3 separate regions of the Mus musculus genome follow, and all the other regions are linked to region 2. A link is a contact called in public HiChIP or PLAC-seq and promoter capture Hi-C data. All regions are on one chromosome and are shown on one strand. The core of a region is the stretch at or near the end of the contact, and the rest is flanking DNA. Distances in the headings are between cores, read along the strand shown. Region 1 holds the start of Onecut1 (one cut domain, family member 1). Region 2 holds the start of Rsl24d1 (ribosomal L24 domain containing 1). Region 3 holds the start of Arpp19 (cAMP-regulated phosphoprotein 19).

What was found. Promoter capture Hi-C pulls out the DNA fragments that hold promoters and counts their contacts. HiChIP or PLAC-seq counts read pairs in DNA pulled down with a chosen protein or histone mark.
Region 1: a contact with region 2 is called in an H3K27ac HiChIP or PLAC-seq map of embryonic stem cells, with 6 times the contacts expected there. The contact joins the promoter of Onecut1 here to the promoter of Rsl24d1 in region 2. A contact is called at or near these places in 3 of 39 promoter capture datasets (cranial neural crest, hippocampal neurons and liver), 1 of 484 Hi-C or Micro-C datasets (embryonic stem cells) and 4 of 115 datasets of contacts at active chromatin or transcription factors (embryonic forebrain, embryonic limb bud, embryonic stem cells and 1 more).
Region 3: a contact with region 2 is called in a promoter capture Hi-C map of erythroid cells, with 23 times the contacts expected there. The contact joins the promoter of Arpp19 here to the promoter of Rsl24d1 in region 2. A contact is called at or near these places in 4 of 39 promoter capture datasets (cranial neural crest, erythroid cells, hippocampal neurons and 1 more) and 3 of 115 datasets of contacts at active chromatin or transcription factors (astrocytes, embryonic forebrain and large pre-B cells).

The regions. Positions count from the first base shown.
Region 1 is chr9:74,859,630-74,863,522 of GRCm38.p6, forward strand. Onecut1 (one cut domain, family member 1) reads left to right here and starts at 2,292. Exons shown (of 2, transcript NM_008262.3): 1 at 2,292-3,772. The coding sequence starts at 2,668. Gm33562 (a long non-coding RNA gene) reads right to left here and starts at 3,507. Exons shown (of 4, transcript XR_870924.1): 1 at 3,433-3,507.
Region 2 is chr9:73,110,966-73,115,071 of GRCm38.p6, forward strand. It overlaps Rsl24d1 (ribosomal L24 domain containing 1), which reads left to right and starts at 2,504. Exons shown (of 6, transcript NM_198609.2): 1 at 2,504-2,618; 2 at 3,923-4,036. The coding sequence starts at 2,538.
Region 3 is chr9:75,036,061-75,039,797 of GRCm38.p6, forward strand. Arpp19 (cAMP-regulated phosphoprotein 19) reads left to right here and starts at 1,672. Exons shown (of 3, transcript NM_021548.4): 1 at 1,672-1,901. The coding sequence starts at 1,857. Gm51714 (a long non-coding RNA gene) reads right to left here. Exons shown (of 2, transcript XR_003948357.1): 1 at 2,507-3,737; 2 at 1,184-2,407.

The DNA of each region.
Region 1 (3,893 bases), core at 1,042-3,541, 1.7 Mb after region 2:
ACCCTTTTGACAAGGTCCCTTTGGACCGAGTCCCTTTTGGTAAAGACTTGAGCTCCTTGATCCCACCTCTCTGGGGGCTCAGCTAAGAGTCACCGTGAAGAAGGACTTCCAAGATCAAGTCTCTAATTAACTGGAGGATGGTAGCACCATGAACGATGATGTGTGAACTAATACCCGATGATGTGTGAACTAATTCTTTCTTTCTTTCTTTCTTTCTTTCTTTCTTTCTTTCTTTCTTTCTTTCTTTTTAAGGAACAGTCGTTCAAGAAGAGATGGCCATAAGGGCAGATCAATCATTTCAATGGGATTAAAATATGGTGGAAGGAACAGTTGAGCTGAGATTATTTCAACCCATCCTTTGGTCTTACAAGAGATGCAAGCACTCTATACTACTGGAAAGGAGTTCAAGAAAGAAAAGAAAAGAAGGAAGGTAGATTTGGTTTCTAGAAAATATTTTGTACTTGAGTGTATCTGAAGCAATGATAAATAAATTAAATTAGTATTATTTTGGTTTTGCCAATGTATCCCCCCATGACCTTTTCCTGGGGGGTTCAGATTCCTAAATGATCATGACCAAGCTGGCTTGAAGTAGGGTCCACAGGAATTATTTGGGTAGGATGGATCCTGTTCTAATGTTGAGACCCAGCAGAGTTAGTCTTCTAGGAAGTGTTTCTGTACCCACTGACCTTGACTGTGGGCCTTGTGCTGTTAGAGGCAGGCACTTGGGTTAAGAGATGAGCCTGTTTGTACCTTAACTGATGAGATTTCAGGTTACCACACCCTGGGTTGACCACACCAAAATTTTCTTATAGACCCCACCACCACGACTCAATCCTAGGCTCTCTGAAAACCGTTACAAGGAAACACAGGCGGTGGGTTCTGTGTTTGGCACAGAGCAGGCCTCAGACACTTTGTTCAGTAGCTGAGCCCTGAAAGCCCGCTCTGAGGCTATCTTTATTGTGAGCACCGCTAGCCCCAGGCTGAGACTCGGCGCTGACCCGGCCGTAACTGCCAAGGGCCTGACAATGGGCACATCTGTCCTTTCTCCAAGGGATAAAAGCACCTAAGCAGACAAGGCTCTGCCTTTTGTTACGGACTTTTTTCTTTCTTTCTTTTGTAAATAAAAGAAAGCCGCGGCATGTGGCGGCCGGGTGTGTGTCCCACACTGGGGGCCTCCCCACGCGTCCCCACCAGGCTGAAGGCCCGGGTTCAATTCCGGATTGGAGCGTGACTGTGACAGGGGCACAATTATGCCCAAAGCTGAATTGATTTTCAAATCTGGAGGCTTCTTGCAGGGACGCCAGGAAAAGGAAAGCGTCCCTGCGGTCCAAGCCGCTCGGCTCAGCCGCGTGCACTCTGCCTGCGTGGGGTACTTCTTCCAAGCCTCTAGGTTCTTTTCTAGAAAGGCTGTGGAGTAACTAAAAAACCAGCTCCGTCCCCCCCCCCCCGCCCCCTTCCATGCTAACCAGGCCCTCTCTCCTGTCTCCCTCAGTATCCCCCAAGCAGAGTTATCCAAAGTGGGAGAGCTATCTTAATTGGGAGCAAAGTGACAGACCTTCTTTGAGGTCTGGGACAGTGAGGGGTGGCCTCGATCTGAGTGCTCCTCACTGAGCACAGATTCCTGAGTGCTCCTCGGCCCCGGGCTCAGATGGAGAAAGGTAGTTCGAGGAGTACTTGAGAGGATCATGGATGGCAGTTCGGGATACAGCGTCCCGACCTAGGCCTTCAGGGTATATACACGTCCCAAGTCCCCGTAGGACAACTATTTAAGGACAGTGAATGAGTTGGTCTCCAGCGATCCTCTAGGGAATAAAGCCCAATGGGCGAGTGGGCTTTGGGCCATGACATAGTTTCTACTCCCCGCCGGTAACCTGTACCGGGAACTAGCAACTCAGACTCAGGGGCTCTGGTTCTCAAACCTAGCTGGCTCACGGTGACAGAAACCAGGCAAGAAAGTCCGGATGGAAAGAGAGAGGGAGGTAGTGAGGAAGACCAGGAGGTAGCAAGTCTCCGAGGACTGTGGAGGCGGCTCCAGGTCGCACTCTGCGCGCGTCCCGTGCACGTGCTCACTGATCCCGGGCCATTCGGCGCCGCTGAGAAAGCTCTGTCCCCCCCACCCCCACCCCACCCCCTCGGTTCATTTGTGCTGGGACGTCACGGAGCGCTGGGACCGAGGGGGCGGGGCCTGGAAGCGCGCATGCGCGCTACGCCCGGCGGGCGTGAGGGCGGGCAGCGGCAGCGGCGGCGGCTACGGAATCGCAGCCACAGTCTGCAACAGTAACCGAGCCATGGCTCGAGCTGGCGGGCGGCACAGGCAGGCAGCAGCCGCGGCAGGCGCACGGGCCGCGTCAAGGGAGCCTGGGGCAGCAGGATTCTAAGAAGAGGGGCGAGAGGGGGCCGGGCTGGGTGGGCTAGGGGTACCGCGCTCTCCCAACAGCACGGGTCCTTTTTGGAAATTAATATTAAAAGAAAAAAAAAAGACAGAGGGGAAGGTGGGAGCAAGAGAGAAGGCAAGACACACACAGAGAGAGCGAGAGACACAGATCCCCACAGTGAGAGGAAGAAAGGCCACAGTCGCAGGCAGCCGATGTGAAGACTGGACTCCTTGCGCCCCTCGCCGCCTCTGCCCGGCCACATCGATGTTGCAGCCCGCTCGCCCGCATCACGATGAACGCACAGCTGACCATGGAGGCGATCGGCGAGCTGCACGGGGTGAGCCATGAGCCGGTGCCCGCCCCTGCTGACCTGCTGGGCGGCAGCCCTCACGCGCGCAGCTCCGTGGGACACCGCGGCAGCCACCTGCCTCCCGCGCACCCGCGTTCCATGGGCATGGCGTCCCTGCTGGACGGCGGCAGCGGAGGCAGCGATTACCACCACCACCACCGCGCCCCTGAGCACAGCTTGGCTGGCCCCCTGCACCCCACCATGACCATGGCCTGTGAAACTCCCCCAGGTATGAGCATGCCCACCACCTACACTACCTTAACCCCTCTGCAGCCGCTGCCGCCCATCTCCACCGTGTCCGACAAGTTCCCTCACCATCATCACCACCACCATCACCACCACCACCCACACCACCACCAGCGCCTGGCGGGCAACGTGAGCGGTAGTTTCACACTTATGCGGGATGAGCGCGGGCTGGCCTCTATGAATAACCTCTATACCCCCTACCACAAGGACGTGGCTGGCATGGGCCAGAGCCTCTCGCCCCTCTCTGGCTCCGGTCTGGGCAGCATTCACAACTCCCAGCAAGGACTTCCCCACTATGCTCATCCCGGCGCGGCTATGCCCACCGACAAGATGCTCACCCCAAATGGCTTTGAAGCCCACCACCCTGCCATGCTCGGTCGCCACGGGGAGCAGCACCTCACGCCCACCTCGGCCGGCATGGTACCCATCAACGGCCTTCCTCCGCACCATCCTCATGCCCACCTGAATGCCCAGGGCCACGGACAGCTCCTGGGCACAGCCCGAGAGCCCAACCCTTCGGTGACCGGCGCGCAGGTCAGCAATGGAAGTAATTCAGGGCAGATGGAAGAGATCAATACCAAAGAGGTGGCGCAGCGTATCACCACCGAGCTCAAACGTTACAGCATCCCACAGGCCATCTTCGCGCAGAGGGTGCTCTGCCGTTCCCAGGGGACCCTTTCGGACCTGCTGCGAAACCCCAAGCCCTGGAGCAAACTCAAGTCGGGTCGGGAGACCTTCCGGAGGATGTGGAAGTGGCTGCAGGAGCCGGAGTTCCAGCGCATGTCGGCGCTCCGCTTAGCAGGTGAGGCGCTGGGCGCGTGGGCGAGATAAGGGACTGACGGTGGGAGGGAATGAGAAAGGCTGGGCGCGCTTCGTCCCGCTCCGCCTCCCCTTTCTTCAAGAGAGGTGTCCCTAGACCTGGA
Region 2 (4,106 bases), core at 1,254-3,753:
TTGTTTTTTTGTTTTTTTTTTGGTTTTTCGAGACAGGGTTTCTCTGTATAGCCCTGGCTGTCCTGGAACTCACTTTGTAGACCAGGCTGGCCTTGAACTCAGAAATCCGCCTGTCTCTGCCTCCCAAGTGCTGGGATTAAAGGCGTGCGCCACTACGCCCGGCTGAATTTAATGCTTTTCAAAACAGGGTTTCTCTATGTAGCCCTGGCTGTTCTGGGCTTCTTGGAGATCTGCCCGCCTCTGCCTCCTGAGTACTAGGACTATGTGCACCATCCAGGGGTAGTATGTTTTACTTAAAATGTTGTGCCAGGAAGTTCATGAATCCCAAAAACCCACCAAGGAGACGATTCTGATGCAACACATTAGGGTCTTTATTATAAGCTTGAGCTGGGGCCACACTGCCATCTGTAGCCCCGAGGTCTTAGGGGGTCAAGGCTTTATAAGAAATTGTGAGCAAGCAAGGGGACTTTAGCCTGGCACGTATCTAATTGAGTAACTATTGTATGACAACAGGTGGGTACTCTGAAGCAAGACTGTATACAATGACAAATGGTCTGAAAGTACATTTGAAACAATCAGACTAATCTTTGATTAACTGTTGCTAGGAAGTAGCTAGGGAGTAACTCTGGCCCAGGACAAGCCCTGGGGTCCTTCCTGGTACTTGGGTGCAGCTTGGGTTCAGCTGCAGGCCAAGTCTCAGGCTTGCTTTAAGATGGAGGCTGGTCCCAAGATGGAGTAGGTTTGGCCTCTCAGACCATATTTTAAATATTTCAATATACGATCAGCAGGTAAATATCAAGCCAGTATGGTGGCACACCTCTACAGTATCAGCACAGATCATGATTTCTAGGGAACCCTGTGCTGTATATTGAGACGGAGACCTCAAAAACAGAACGAGGCACTGGAGAGATGACTCAGAGGCTAAGAGCACTGGCTGCTCTTCCAGAGGACTTGGGTTCAGTCCCAGGGTCCACATGGAGACTCGCACCTATCTCTATCTCCAGTTCCCGGGATCCTATGCCCTCTTCTGACATTGGCTGGCACAGCACACACAATGTGCACATACTAAACAAGTAAAACACATAAAATAATACGATTTAAAAAATAGCAAGGCATGGTAGTACACTCCTTTTTTAAAAAAAGATTTATTTATTATTATTATATGTAAGTACACTGTAGCTGTCTTCAGACACACCAGAAGAGAGTGTCAGATCTCATTAGGGATGGTTGTGAGCCACCATGTGGTTGCTGGGACTTGAACTCAGATCTTTGGAAGAGCAATCAGTGCTCTTAACCGCTGAGCCATCTCTCCAGCTCCCACCCCTCCCCTTTAAAATATTTTATTTTTATTTTCACGTGCATTGGTATTTTGCCTATAAGTCCTCTGGACCCAGGTCCTCTGGAAGAGCAGTGCTCATCACTTCAGCCCCTCTCCTTTAAAATTTATTTTATATGTGTAGGAAGTTTGGTTACATATATGTCAGTGTACTGTGTGTATGTATGCCCGGTGCCTGTGGAGGCCAGAAGAGGGCATCAGATCCCTTGGAACTGGAGTTACAGATGGTTGTGAACTGTCATGTGAGTTCTGGGAATCAAATCTGGGTCCTCTGGAAGAACAACCAGTGCTCTTAACCCTAGAGCCATCTCTCCAGCACCTGGTAGCACACCCCTTTAATCCCAGTACTAAGGAGGCAGAGGTAGGGAGATCTCTTATTAGATCGAGTCCAGCTTGGTTTACATAGCCAGTTCCAGATTACACAAAACGAGACCCTCTGCCAAAATACAAAATCAGTTAAGCATCCCTTGGACCCACATGGTGAGAGGAAAGAACCAACTCGTCCAAGCTGTCCTGACTTTGAGTAGGTTGCTCTCCTAAGACCAGGGTGGAAGTTTTTTTTTTTTTTTTTAATTTTATTTTGTTTTATTATATGTAAGTACACTGTAGTTGTCTTCATTCACTCCAGAAGAGGGAGTCAGATCTCTTTAGGGATGGTTGTGAGCCACCATGTGTTGCTGGGATTTGAACTTCAGACCTTCAGAAGAGCAGTTGGGTGCTCTTACCCACTGAGCCATCTCACCAGCCCCGGGTGGAAGGTTTTAGTTGTGTACTCCTGCCAAGTCCTTTGGGGAAGACAAGCCTGGAGTAAAGCAGACTTTGGTACAATCCGGTGTGGGGGAGCGTGCCCGTGGCAAAGCACAAGCACCGCAATAGCGCTATGGAATGAGTATACCGGGAAAAATTCCAAAGCGCCCGTACGGTAGATCTCACAGAACCAAAAAGTCAAACTCCCAGATGCAGTCTATAGCCTCTGCGTCTGCGCGGGACGCTGCTGCTGCTGCTGCTGCTGCTGCTGCTGCTGCTGCTGCTGCTGCTGCTGCGCACACGCGGGTCAGGTGGTGCCTTTACCTTCAGCTCATTCATATTCTAAGATACCATTTCCGGGTCGGGTCAGGGACTCGCTTCCGGCGACTAGGAAGTGACGTACCACTTCCTCTCCAGCTCCGCGTCCCGAAGGTGGGTCCCACGCGGGGTCAACATGAGGATCGAAAAGTGTTATTTCTGCTCCGGGCCGATCTACCCGGGGCACGGCATGATGTTCGTCCGCAACGATTGCAAGGTGAGGCGGCCGTGGCCCGCACGCTCCGGACGGCTCGGGGACTGGAGCGCGCTCTGCTCGCGCCGGGTTCTGAACGCCGTGGAGTGGCCTGGGCTGGACCCGGCGTCGGTTCACTGCCGGCGAGGTCTCCTCGTTGCTGTCAGACGCTCATCTCATCCGCAGGCCACCCGGCTTGCCGCAGGGTCAGGAAGTCGGTCGAATTAATGCTTAAGGAGGCTCATGCTCTCGTACAGTGGGAGGTGGGGTTGTCTGTAGCGGTTAATGGACATGGTGCCTGAGCCTTATAGACTTTTGCATTGTTGCTGGAGATGAGCTAGGAGAAAGACAGCATGGGGGTTCTTTGGGGGGGATTAACTGGCTACTTCGGCAGCCTTCACTATCCCACTTCTTGAAGGTTCTCACGGAATGAAGTATGTAAGCAAAAGCATTATGATTTGTGCCGCATGCACAGGCTTTCTTAGTTTAGGTTTCTGTTTCTGAGCGGGTCACACATTTTAGTTACCATACTCAGCTTTCTTTGCTAGCGCCCAGTAACCTCAAAGGCTTACTTTTTATGTTGCTTCCAGTGACACACAGAAATTGCATTATTAATTATTTTTGGTTTTTCGAGACAGGGTTTGGTTTTTCTGTATAGCTCTGGCTGTCCTGGAACTCACTCTGTAGACCAGGCTCAGAAATCCGCCTGCCTCTTGTCTCTCCCAAGAGCTGGGATTAAAGGCGTGCGCCACCACTGCCAGGCTCCAGATAGCGTTTTGTTGTTGTTGTTGTTTTTTGTTTGTTTGTTTGTTTTGTTTTTTTGTTTTTTTTTGTTTTTTTTTTCCGAGACAGGGTTTCTCTGCATAGCCCTGGCTGTCCTGGGACTCACTTTGTAGACCAGGCTGGCCTCGAACTCAGAAATCCGCCTGCCTCTGCCTCCCAAGTGCTGGGGATTAAAGGCGTGCGCCACCACGCCCGGCTGAGAAGGTCTTTAAGGAGCTTTTTCTTAGACTATTCCTTCACTTAAGGCCAGTGTAAGGTATTATTCTCTAAAGTGATTAGTGATGGTTTCCGGGTGCTTAGCCTGGTAGAGATGATGTCGGACACCCATCAAACACTTGAGTGTCCTTCTGTTCTGATGTCGCATGTGATTCTAGGTGTTGTCCTTAGTTCTTATGTGAGTGTCTTTTTTTTTTTTGCTTTACAGTAGTTTTTTGTTTGTTTGCTTTTTCTTTTTGGTTGGCTGGGGGGGGCCGGGGGGGGCATGTAGAAACATTTTTATTGTTGACTCTTCAGCTCCTCGGTATTTTAACTTGAGTGTCCTGTAGGTGTTCCGATTCTGCAAATCCAAGTGTCATAAAAACTTTAAGAAGAAGAGAAACCCACGCAAGGTCAGGTGGACTAAAGCCTTCCGGAAAGCAGCTGGCAAGGAGCTCACGGTGGTGAGTGCGGGTGGTGGCCTGGCCTGAGCATGGGCCCCGCAGTGTGCCTGCTTCTTTATTTCTCATACTC
Region 3 (3,737 bases), core at 422-2,921, 1.9 Mb after region 2:
AGTTTTGGTTTTGGCGACTCGCCTTCATGTAGTTTAGGCTGGGCTTGAATTCATACCTAGCTGAAACTGGCCTTGAACTGAAGTTCCTCTCTCCCTCTCTCCACTTGGAAAGTTCCGGGATTACAGGTTGCAAAGTCCTGGAACTACAGTTGATTTGGGGACAAACTGAGCCATTCTCAAGGGATATCTTTGTCCAAGAGTTAGCCTCTTAAACCCTTTTATCTTAAATTGTTACTTGGCTGGTTAACCCTTTCCTTCCTTCTCCAACAAGAACTCTTAATCGTTTTGTTTTTCAAACTGAAGTATCAGTCAAGACTTCCTGTCTGAAATTCTGCACATGCTGGGGTTTTGGGTTTGCTTGGCCTTTGTAATTGTTATTGTTGTTGTCTTGTTTTAGTTTACTTTTGACACGGGGCCTCACATAGCCCAGGCTAGCCTCAAACTCAAGCTGAGGATAACTTTGAACTTCTTGATCCTTCTGCCTCTACCTCCCCAGTCCTAGGACTTCAAGCATTGCACCACTATACTTGTTTAATCTGCTGCTTGGAGTCAAACGCAGGGACAGTCATTCCAGGCAACCCATCCATCTGCTACTGAGCCAACTTCCAAGCTCTCTCTCTCTCTCTCTCTCTCTCTCTCTGTGTGTGTGTGTGTGAGAGAGAGAGAGAGAGAGAGAGAGAGAGAGAGAGAGAGAGAGAGAGAGAGAGATTGAATGCAGGGACTTGCCCGTGCTAAGCAAACTCTCTACCACTGTGCCAGGGCCTCACTAAATCCCCCAGGGTGGCCTTTGATTTACTCTATAACCTAAGCATACATAAACTTGCCACACTTCCGCTTCAGCCTCCCAGACAGCTGGGATTACAGTCCTATGCCAGAGGGCTCAGCTTTGATTTTGATGTCTTCCACATTCCATATCCAATGACTCTGAGGTTTTGATTGTTCTCCTGTCTTCCAGAACTGCTTGCATTGCCTTCTGATTCTTACTAGTTAACTATATAAGTCTGCCTTAGCCCCAGATTTCTAAGGGACATTTCCTTGGAACCAAATGTGCCAGCAGCTATAAGATGCTTAGTAGAATGACGAATAAATATGAAGCTACGGACTTGACAGTTAAGAAAATCATTGCTTTGAAAATCAATGTTTTGAGCTGACTGCCGTGGGAGAGCAAGGAATGGAAGCTGAATTGATTTATCAGTGATTTATTGCATGGGAAATATCAAGGTCTGGGAGTAAAATATTGACTTCTTCCCTGCTGTGGCTAACATGAAGAGGAATGGTGACATTACTAAAGTAATCACAATTCCTGTGTAATGGTGCTGTGCTTGTTGTAGAACTCTCCGGAGCAGTGGTAGCTTGAAGAGGTTGATCTAAGAAGAAAAGGTGGCGCTGAGGCAAGGTTAGAGAACAGAGGAAGTAAAGATGGATGGGGTTAAACTGAAGCAGAGGTACTGCCAAGCAAGCAGAGGACTAAATAGGAGGTCAGGGTTGTCTGGAAAGGCGGGGGAAGTGGAGGGGAGGGGGAACACAGCGCCACAGACCAACTACAATTCCCAGGAAGCACTGTGCGCCCATGGACGGAAGTGAGGTGAGGCGCGAGCCGCAACCTTTGAGGGAAAGAGGAAGTGCTCGGGCGTCGCAGGGCCGGAGGCGCGGGGATAGGTAGGTAAGGGCGCGGCGCGGGAGCCTGGCGGGCCTGGGCTGCGGGAGCTACGGCGGGCGGGAGCCCGGGGCCCGTGTCGTCACAAGGCGGCGGTAGCCGCCGGCCCGGCGGGCAGCGGGGCAGGCAGAAGGTGGCGGGCGGTCTTGCCTCCCGGTAATCTGTCTTCTCCCGGCGTCTCTTCTGCAGAAGGAGCACCATGTCCGCGGAAGTCCCCGAGGCAGCGTCTGCGGAGGAGCAAAAGGTGAGTGTGCCGGAGGACCCGGGGAACCCTCGAGACCCGCGGGATCCGCGGGACCTGGTGTGGCGGGAACCTTGGCTGGCGGGCCCGCGGGAGCGAGGGCGGCCTGGAGCCCTCCGCCGACGGCTCCTCCCGCAACCGGGGAGGGCCCTGGCGAGTGGAAAGGAACCGATCCGCTCCCGAGCCTCGGTGTAGCACCCAAGTGTACCAGGCAGCTAGGACTCCGGCCCATGTTAGGGACCCAGGTTCTGTAGTGGGCTTTGATTTGCTCAGGACGTTGTCCCTCCGGAAGCGCTCGGGCCACTTGTGAGCTTGCAGGGAACTCTTTAAGGTGGTGTCTCCATTCAGGCAGCGATGCAGGGCTCGGTTATTAGGGTTGTGAGTTGTGTGGCCTCGTGATCTCTTTCCTGAACCCTTTGGGCTTCAGTCTTCTTATCGGTAAAGTCCCGGTAATAGTACCTACGTCCCGCGACGGCTGTGAGGCCCAAACGAAAAACCCAGCACAACTTCTGCTCAAAAAAAAAAAAAAAAAAAAAAGCTAGCTGATGGGCTTTGCATGTGGCACTTGACTAAAAATCGAGAATTGGAGCTTTAGGAAATTTCACTACCTTAGATATTTCTCGAATCATGGGGATATATTTGTCAGCTCATTTGTATGTCTCTGTTGAAGGGAAATGTGCTAGCAGCACACCTACGAGTTTGAGGCCTGTATGCTTATGTAGTGCCTGCCCATTCCGTCGTAATTATTATGATGCTTTGACTTCCAGGGTACATGGAGTCAGTTAGCTAACAAAGGAGAAAAGTCATGAGTTCCCAACAATTTTTCTTTAAAAACAAACAAAAAATCCCAAATTGGGCCTTTAATCCCAGTACTCAGGCAGAAGCTAGAGGAATTTTGTGAGTCCCAGGCCAGCTGGAAGTACATAATGAAATCCTGTCTCAAAATTTATTAATTGATTGATAATTAATACCAAACTGCTTTACTGTATATGGAATTTGGTCTAATGTTTAAACGTAATCCTTATACTAATGTTGCACTGTAGATTAGTGGGTTTTGCTCATTCCATATATTCTAATCATGTCAACTTACCCTTTATTATTTCTTCCATTGTCATAGTTCTCTTCTGATAGTAATTGTAAGTTAACTGGCGAAAAGAAGGAAAACAAGGATAATAAAAACAGTAGGCAGTTATAATGTTGTGTCATATTATACTTTGCAAAACGAAGGATTTATCCTTTCTTCCCTCCCTTCCTCTCTCCCTCCTTCCTCCCTTCCTTCCTTCCTTCCTTCCTTCCTTTCCTTCCTTCCTTCCTTCTGTAGTAGGACCTCTGGGACACTGAGCTCTATTCCTGGGGTTCCCGCTCCCCCCATTTTTGTGAAACAGCATGAGAGGGAGAATTATGTGTGTGCAAGCAAACACTTTCTGACTGACTATGCCCAGCCCCTCTTTTGTCTTTTTGAGACTGGGGCTGGTGTAGCTCGGTTACCTAGAGAGGATAGCCCTGAAACTATTGATCTATAACCATGCTGGCCCTCACCTTCCTGATTTCAGCTTTGAAATGATTTCACTAAGTTGCCCAGGCAACTTGAACTCACTTTGTAGTCCAGCCAGGCTTTGAATTTGGGATCCTCTAGGCGCAGACACCAGGTGACTCAGGTTACAAGCCTGTGCCTGTGCCACGAGGCCCAGCTGAGCAATAGATTTTTTTGAAGCCCCCCCCCCCCCAGCCCAATGCATATAGTTTAAAGGTTACAGGTTTTTTTAGCAATAATCTTAAATATTACCTGTTCATATTGCAAAGTTTTTGGTATGTTTATAACTGCTTTGGATTTAGGAA